Regions from separate parts of the Sus scrofa genome. Here regions 1 and 3 are each linked to region 2. A link is a contact called in public Hi-C data. All regions are on one chromosome and are shown on one strand. Each heading gives the region's core, a stretch centred on a gene start, on an enhancer-like site or on the middle of the called end of the contact. The rest is flanking DNA. Distances are from core to core; before and after follow the strand shown. Region 1 has its middle 82 kb from the start of MIR30A. Region 2 holds the start of LOC102157778 (collagen alpha-1(I) chain-like). Region 3 holds the start of OGFRL1 (opioid growth factor receptor-like protein 1).

Region 1 (2,805 bases), core at 291-2,790, 66 kb after region 2:
AGTTTTGTAAGTCACAGAACAAGAAAGAGTCTTTACCTCTGTTTTATTTCAGAGCTGTGATGCTCAGCACGTCCTCCTGGAGATGTTGAAATGCACCGCTGGGCTTTGCCTTTTCTCTAGTCCCACCAGGACAGTTGAATTCACTGTCCAGACTTTCCGCCCCATGGCGGTCATGGAAGCCCTGTATCCTGATGGTCATGCCCTAGTGTAAGCTTCCCTTGAGCCTGGGCTGGACTGTGTGACTTGCTTCTAAAGAATAGACTACCACAAAGGGGATGCCATGTCCTTTCAGGAATTAGTTTACAAATGACTGTGGCTTCTCTCCTGCTGGCATTTTCCTGTTCCTTCTGGTTCAGCTGGATGAAACCAGCTGCCATACTGTGAGCTGCTCCATGGAAAGGCCCCATGATGGGAACTGATAGCAGCCTGCTAATCCATAGTTGTCAAGGACCTGAATCCTGCCAACAACCGGTGAGTGAGCTTGGAGTCAGCTCTTAGCTCAGGTGAACTGCAGACTCACAGACATCTTGAGAGACTGCAGATTCAACAGACACTTTGGTATGCAATGTGAGAGGCCCTGGGCTGGAGAACTCAGCTAAGCCATGCCTGGATTCCTGAACCACAAAATTACGAGATAGTAAGTCTTGTTGCCTTTCCTTTTCTTTTAACCACTATGTTTTGGGGTCAGTTGTTGCATAGAGGAAGATGACCAATACACATGCTGTATTCTGAGAAGTGTTATTGATGGGGTCTGCTGTAGCTGGTAAATGAGGAAATAATTGTCATTCTTCACTCAATGAGCCACACCTGGTAAGAGCTGAGGTTGGAACTCATGTCACTCAAAGCCCAAAGCATCACCCTCTAGGCCATCCTGCTGGGGGGGCATGTGAATTTTTACAAGGATGAAGCTGGAGAGCCTGTTTGGTGCTCTTGAACAAAAGAAAACAGGTAAGAATTTTATTGTGTCTGAAGATAGATTGGTAGGGAAGAACTGGGGGCCCACAGATCACAGAGGTCTTCCTAAATTTTACCAGGTAAATTAATTCTACTCTACTTGAAAGTAGAGCCACCTTGACCTAAAGCAGAGGACAAATTTTTCTGCCAAGGGTCAGGGAGTAAGTATTGGGGGCATTGCAGCCACTTATGGTCTGTGGCATATTCCTTTTTTTAAAAAAAATAAACAATCAAAAAATGTGACAGCATTCTTAGCCCAGAGGCCTCTAAAAACAAGCTGTGAGTTGCATTTGTCCCAGGCTGTGGTTTGTCACCCTTGACTAAAGTCAAGGTGGTTCTCAAATACTATGGGTTAATCTGAACATGGTTCTCCGTAGGGCTCCAAGAGGGAATTAAACCCTAATGTCCCAAACATCCATTGTATGCAATGAATCAGCTTCTCTTCTGTGGATTTAGACTGGTATTTGTTATGTACACACTCGGGAGAGTTGAGTAAATAGTCACTGAGAACATTTTTGTGTTCTGTGGTTCAGAGGACAAGCCCTGGCAGAGAAAGGCCAGTGGCACACGTCATCATACATTTATTCATTCAGCAATCATTACATAGGTACTAACTAGGTGCTCGGCGTTGGACTATGTGGTGTGACAGCAGAGATCAGTGAAATATGGACTTTCCCTCAAAAATATCTCACTGAATAGACAACAGGAAATTCTGAAAATAATTCCTGAAGTCATGCTCAGGTAGAAACAAATGTGGTGATCCTAGTAGCTCTTCTTCACTAATGGGACATCCTTGTTATACAATAAGAGCACTTCATCTCCACAGGACTGCGATCTGTGCTATGCAGACCCATTGACTGTTGTCTCAGAAGTAAAAAGATCCCCAGTGACATGCCCACAGGTAGACCTGGGTGAGAATGAATTCTTGCCTGCCACTAACCATGGACTTTGGGCAAATAAGTTAACCTTTTTGAGATACATTTTCACCAGGAGATGGAGAAAATAATAATACCCACTTCAATAAACTGTGGTGTAATTAAATAAGAAAACATGTAAAGTCCTTAGAGGTAATGCTTAATACACAACAAAAGCTTAACAGAAATAACTATTGTTGCTATATTCAGGCTGAGTCCTATGATTTCAGGGGCAACAGTTTCATGCTCTTAATTTTTTCAAAGTCAGATCCACATAAATAAATGTGTGTGTGTGTGTGTAACATATGCCCACAGAAAGGAAACATCTATACTTTTGTGTAGTTGCTTTGGGCTCCTCAGAAAACTGGGCCCAGCTATGGAGGGTAAAACATACCTAATTAGGTAATCTGAAAATCCTCAACATATACCATTTTAGAAGGATGGTTTGATTTCTTCTCAATACAATAAATTGGCTATAGGAGGATGGGGAAGGGGGAGAGGGGAAGCAGCACTTCACCAGATTCCTGATTTTAAACTATTTTTTCCTTTTTTTTTTTTTTTTTTTTTGGCACCACACTTGCAGGATCTTGAAGTTCCCAGGCCAGGGACTGAATCTGAGCTGCAGCTGCAACCTATGCTGCAACTGCGGCAATGCCAAATCCATAACCTACTGTGCCAGCCCAGGGATGGAACCTGCACCGTCCAGAGACAACACCAGATACGTAGCCCACTGCACCGCAGAAGGAACTGCTTCCATTTCTTTTAAGAGCTTCTTCATGCAGAAGACTATCTCTCTCTCTTCTATATTCCGAAGTAAGAATAACAAACTCCAGCCTTACTAAGCTCTTGCCTTGCACCAGGCTCTGGTCACTTAATCTTCATGCAGCCCTATAAGATAGGGGATATTTGATCACTCACAATTCATGTACTGGACAAC
Region 2 (2,727 bases), core at 2-2,501:
AACATGAAGGAATTGCTGGGGACACCTGCCACTTCACCCTCTGGCTTGGTTCTCTGTCCCGGGCCTGGTCCCTACAACTTCGAATGGGGCGGTAAAGCGGACGGTCCTGGGAAGCACTTTAAAAAAGAGTGATGGACAGTTGATTTTTCACCAAAAGCAACCTTCGAATGCTTATGTCCAAGAACGTGACCCGCAAGTTACTTCTGACAGGCTGGAGGGTGGGCGCGGGCGCTCGAAAGCGTACCCTGGCCAGCGCCCCTGAGTGCGCGCGCCGCAGAGGCCCGGGAAAGTCCCCAGGCAGGCGCGCTCCAGGGGCGGGAGGACGCGGGGCCCGAGCTCCAACCCTCGCAGGGCGGCTACGAACCCCCGCCCCCACCCCCAGTTCCCACGGACTTGCGTGCGCCAGCACGCTCCCCACGCCGCTTGCAACTCACCGCGGCCCCGGGCCTCCCCGCGGCGGACGCGCCGCCAACTTTTCCCGGCTCCCGGTGCCCGCTCGGCGGCCGACGGCCCTCCGGCCGGGAGGTGCGCGAGCGGGCCGGGGCCGTATGGTCTCCGCGGCCTTGGAGCGGCCGGCGGGCGCGGCCGAAGGCGCCGTCCCGCGTCTGCCGCCCTCGCGCGCTCTTTGTGTCCCGCGCCGCCCGCCGCCCCCGACAGCTGGCCGGCCCGCGGCGCCCGTGCGCGGCCCCGCCGGCGGAGCGGCCGGCGCAGGATGCAGAGGAGGGCGCTGGCGGAAGCTGTCTCGGAGTGGCCGTTCTGCGGACGCAGAGACTGCCCGGGACACGGTAGCCCCAACCGGCGCGCCTCGGCTTCAGGACCTCGCGCCGCCCGCAGGCCGGGTCGGCCCGGCGCCCGCTCCGCCGCCCGCGCGCCCGGTCGGCACCCAGCCCGCCCCGCCCCTGCCGCTCCCTCCAATGAGCTCGGCCAGCAGGGCCCAGCTCCGCCCAATCCGGTGCCCGGGTAGGGCGGCCCTAGGGCAGCCAATCCGAGGCTACTCCGGCAACACACCCGCCCCGATGCCCGCGACCCGGGCGCTCTGAGCTCCGCACCCGGACGCGACCCGGCGGCTGGAGCGAGCCGCTGTGCCTCCGAGTGCAGGTCTGTCGGGGGAGGTCGGCTCTCGCCACACTATGTTAAAACGCGAGGCCAAAGTGGAAACGCTGGACGCCCAGCTTCTGAAGGTCATCCGAACCCCTTCTGTGAACTTAAAACTGCTTTTCTGTGAAAGTTCACCTGTAAAAGGGAGCGGCATCAGCACGATGTAGCCTGCGGGCTGCTCTTGTCAGACCTCTCCTTTTCCCTGGGGCTTTCCTCTGAAATGTCCCCCGGGCAGCTCTCAAGGTGCTTCTTGCTTGCTGGGTACTTGTGTTCTTAATCAAATCACCAGGACGCCAGGGATCTGAAAAGGAGGCTAGTTTCCATCCTGTTCCAAAACGCAGGCGATCTTGGCAGCGCCAGCTTTTTAATTTTGCTGAAAGAAAATAGCATTGTAAAATAAAAATATAGGACTTTTGTATGCAAGTCGTCTTTACTGTGAACTCTATTTCTGTAATAAAGTCACACAGTCTTCAATGGAGGTTGAATGGAATAGCTGAGTAGAATACTAAATACATAATATGTATACATAGTATATATAATGTATAATATTAACACATAGAGAGGAGAGACTTAAGTAAACCACTGGTTACAAAAGCCTGGAGCTCGGTCACAATACCTTCTAAATAACAAGCACTCTATTGTTCACTTGATATGAATAGGATTACCCATTTGTTGTTGGTCATGTAATTGAGCTCTTTACTGAAAGTGGACTGCACAATGAAACAGTTTTTGGTAACACATATTTACAAATGTTAAAATTAAATCACACTTATTTGTACTTCAAATAAGCTGTCGTGTTTATTTCTTCTGGCAATAAACTGCATTTAAACATTTTCATAGATTTGTGACCAGTTCCTTCAACATAAGTTATTTTGGTGACTGAATTTTTTTTAAGGAAGATCTGTACAATGAATGAAAAGGAGAGAGATCAAACAAGAAGTAAAGAACAGCTTATGTTACCACCTTTCTTTCATGATTGAAATTTACCACACTTTCTTAGTTTCAGGGGGTAGCATGGACCCAAGACTAAATTTTGTCAGATTATTTAAATTCTGGACTGACCTTGAGCAAATCTCTTAATGACTAACTGTTATGAAAGGACAAGATCCCAAACTCTGCCTGCCTCATGAAGGGCTCTGAGATCCAACCAAGGTAGCATTTGTCAAGAGTGTGTTTTCTGTAGAATGTGGTGCCAAGTGCACAGCAGGTTTAAATGTCTTAGGCTTCTTCTCTACTTTTCTATAAGAAATATCAAGATATTTGCCCGATAGCAGCCTCTTAATATTTCCTCTGACTGCACATTTTTTTGAATCCGAAATATTTTTTGAGGCCATCAGTTTTCTTTCAAACTAGATGTGAATGAAACTACTGCCTCTTAATTTCAGAGAAAAGAGATATTTCCAGGGTTTTTTTCTTTTCTCTTTTCTTTTTCTTTCTTTTCTTCCTTTCTTGTCTTTTTTTTTTTTTTTTTTTTTTTTTTCTGGCCACACATGTGATATATAGAAGTTCCCAGGCTAAGGGTCCAAGTGGAGCTGCAGCTGACAGCCACAGCCACAGCAACTCGAAATTCTTAACCCACTGAGTGAGGCCAGAGATCAAAGTCATATCCTAGTGGGGTTTGTAGCCCAC
Region 3 (2,853 bases), core at 96-2,595, 120 kb before region 2:
GGGGAATTAGACTCTGACTCTCATTGGGAGGAGAGCAAAGAACTGTTCTGATTAAAACCAGAACAGTTTTAATCTACATATGGACCAAGTGCTGGAGCACCTGGGCATAGCAACTACCACTAGACTCTCTTTTCTGGAAAGCCTATGGCTAGATGGACAGCATTTATTTCTGCAATGTGTTCTGGTCCTCTGAGGGTAGAAGATGAATCCAAATCCCGGATACCACCAGTTGGATTGGTGTGTTCTACTGCAGCCCCAGTTTTTCTTCACTAAGCACTTATGTCAAGTCTTTTTGTGTGTCTCATCTATTTATGTGTTTATTACTTATTAGCTTTAGATCATTCATGGATCATAGAAAGTCAGAACTTCAAGGGACCCTAAAGAGAAAATCTGGCCCTATTTTATAAATAAGGAAATTTAGGTTTAAAGTAGCTTGGTGATTTGTCTAAGGTCAGAAACTCATTAGGGAGGGAGCCACAGTCACAGTGCTTAAAGAGAGGCAATCTTGACTTAAGTGTGGAAGGGGGATCCTGTTTCCAACTCTTTCCCTAGAAACAGTCCATCATCCTTGATGTGGTCTTCTAATCCACGACGAAACATTTACAAAGAAACTATTTATTTCCAGTACAGCGATTTGATCTTATATGGAAACTGTTTTCTTAGTACACATTCAGCAGATGTGGCTTCCTAGAATCACAAGGTAAGGTCATGATACAAAGTTTACAGCAGTCACTTGTTCGAGCTTGCCGTTTTATCTCTTCTCCTTTGATTTAGAGAACAGACCAAGGGGCCAAGGACTCTGAGTTGTTATTCTACTCTGAGCACAGATTTAGAGTGGGTGTTAGTGAAAGCATCCACAGATGAATGTGAAAGTCTGGTTGTTTTTGCTGCTTTTGCTCTTCAGTTGAGGGAGTAGCCAAGTTTGACTCTCTGCTCCACGGGGACTGCAGGTGGCTGCCCCAGCTGCAGTAGCGGGAGCTGGGATTTTCTGTTGATGTGGTGCCTGGTGCTGGTGAGCAGCTTCTTTCCTCTGCTGCGGCCAGTTCCTCTTTCTCTTGGACTAGCCAGGTTAGGGGGCGGAGTGGGGACCAGACTCATCCGCAGACGGTGACACCTCCCCCCTAACGTCCCGGAGCTGGGCGGGATCAGGAGGCTCGAGGGGCGGGGAGGTGCCCGGGCTGGGGCGGCAAACCTTGATCCGCTTCGGGGACATTAGAGGCAGCGGGGGGCGGGCCTTCCGGGGGACCAAGAGGCGAGCTCGGCGCGCGCGGGGGCCGGGGAGGCGGGGAGCGATGGGCGGGCTCGGGCGCGGGCGGCGGCCCCGGGGCCGTGGGCTCCTCCCCGCCCTGCGCCCGCCGCCGCTCGCCGCGCGCAGGCTGTGCGGGCCGGGCGCCGAGGTGCCGCCCAGCGCCCTGGCCGCGGCAGTGCCCGGGCCCTAGCGCCGCTGCCCACACCCGTAGCCGCAGCTCGGGGCCCCCGCCCGCCTCTCCGATGGGCAACCTGTTCGGCGGGGTCAGCGCGCGCGAGCCCACCACTGTGGAGGACTGCGACTCTACCTGGCAGACCGACTCGGAGCCCGAGCCTGAGCCCGAGCCCGAGCCGGAGGAGCCGGGGCCAGGCGGTAGCGAGGGCCCGGGGCGGGAGCCCGTGCAAGCTCCGGAATCCGCGGAGCCCCCGGAAACCCCAGAGCGAGCCGGCGGCCGGCCCCGCGCCAGCCCCGCGCCAGACGGGGACGCAGAGGCAGAGGGCGCCGAGCAGGTACGCGGTCGCTGGGGCCTTGGGCCTCGGGGCGGGGGGCTGGGTGGGGGTGGAGGGACGTTTCCGTGGAGGGGCACAGACCGGGTAAGCCCCGTGCTCAGGGCCTGCGTGGGGTCGCCCGCTCCTCCCGTTAGCTGGCCTGGGGCCTGAACCCGGGCGCGACGAGGAAGTCCCTGCGGGCAGAGCACAACTTGAAGTGGTGTCTTCTCTGCCTCCGTAGCCCAGCCAGGGGATGGAAGGTGGGGTGGGAGGAACCTGCCTCGACACAGAGGAGTGTGAAAATCGGTCCAGTGCGTGTTAGTGGTAAAAATCAGCCAGAATGAGGTGAGATTGCGATGGAGCAGTAAGCCCTCTCCCCTACAGCAAGTTCTTCAGCCGTGAGATTCTCGTAGAAGGTCCCCATCCGACGTTAAAACACCACAGTTTCTATTCCAAGTAAGGCCTTCCAACCTGGAGTTCAGGGCACGCTTCAACAATCTTATTTCACCCAGAAGACTTGTTGATCCAGCTGTGCTTTAAGTCATTTGCCCCACTACAATTCGGATGGGAGGTTAGTAAGGAAATAAACATCCCTTTTAACCTCTGATGGACCGAAAATAATTCCGAAAATTTTAAAAGGAAAAACTGCATAGCCAAGCCTATGAAGAAATGTGCCTCGCAGCTCTTCCAGGCTGGTGGTTCTGCATCAGGCCCTCTTCGTTATCAGCTTTAGGGGGCTGAGAGTGGGAAAAATTGGAGCCCAAAGTCTAATGCAAACACAGGGCTCTTGGGTAGAGAAGATGAGTCCTATTTTACAGGAAGACTGCCTCGTACATCTTGATGATCATCTCTGTTTAGGTCAGGAGGAAACAGACTTAGTGTAGGGTCTGTGCTAAACATGTTATTTCCATCAACTGCAATTTTGGGGGTGGGGTGGTAGTTGCTGTCTTCAATCCCCATTTTAGAGAAAACTGAAGCTTAGAAGAAGAAGCTTGCCCAAGATCATGCAGGGAGCTATGTCTGCCAAATATGTCTGTCACCAGCATCAGAACCTCTCGTCTACTGGATTGTGAATGTATCTCTGCACCTTGCTGCTGGGTCATTTTGCCTTGCAAA

The links. Hi-C and Micro-C count contacts between places; a contact is called where the count stands out from the background.
Region 1: a contact with region 2 is called in a Hi-C map of liver, with 6 times the contacts expected there. The contact joins the enhancer-like site here to the promoter of LOC102157778 in region 2. A contact is called at or near these places in 2 of 5 promoter capture datasets (fetal liver and liver), 8 of 47 Hi-C or Micro-C datasets (alveolar macrophages, embryonic fibroblasts, heart right ventricle and 2 more) and 2 of 2 datasets of contacts at active chromatin or transcription factors (alveolar macrophages and skeletal muscle).
Region 3: a Hi-C map of liver shows a contact between it and region 2, with 5 times the contacts expected there. The contact joins the promoter of OGFRL1 here to the promoter of LOC102157778 in region 2. A contact is called at or near these places in 1 of 5 promoter capture datasets (liver), 4 of 47 Hi-C or Micro-C datasets (heart right ventricle, liver and skeletal muscle) and 2 of 2 datasets of contacts at active chromatin or transcription factors (alveolar macrophages and skeletal muscle).

The regions. Positions count from the first base shown.
Region 1 is chr1:51,493,536-51,496,340 of Sscrofa11.1, forward strand. No RefSeq gene overlaps it. Among named protein-coding and RNA genes, the nearest start is that of MIR30A, 82 kb to the left of the region's middle. Within about 2 kb of position 1,541, at least 15 of the 83 cell types and tissues checked have an H3K27ac peak or open chromatin away from gene starts, as enhancers often do. A contact at or near this core is called in alveolar macrophages, fetal liver and liver, where this site is marked.
Region 2 is chr1:51,427,785-51,430,511 of Sscrofa11.1, forward strand. It overlaps LOC102157778 (collagen alpha-1(I) chain-like), which reads right to left and starts at 1,252. Exons shown (of 6, transcript XM_021084513.1): 1 at 1,028-1,252; 2 at 435-971. The coding sequence starts at 1,252.
Region 3 is chr1:51,311,643-51,314,495 of Sscrofa11.1, forward strand. OGFRL1 (opioid growth factor receptor-like protein 1) reads left to right here and starts at 1,346. Exons shown (of 7, transcript XM_003121264.5): 1 at 1,346-1,758. The coding sequence starts at 1,492.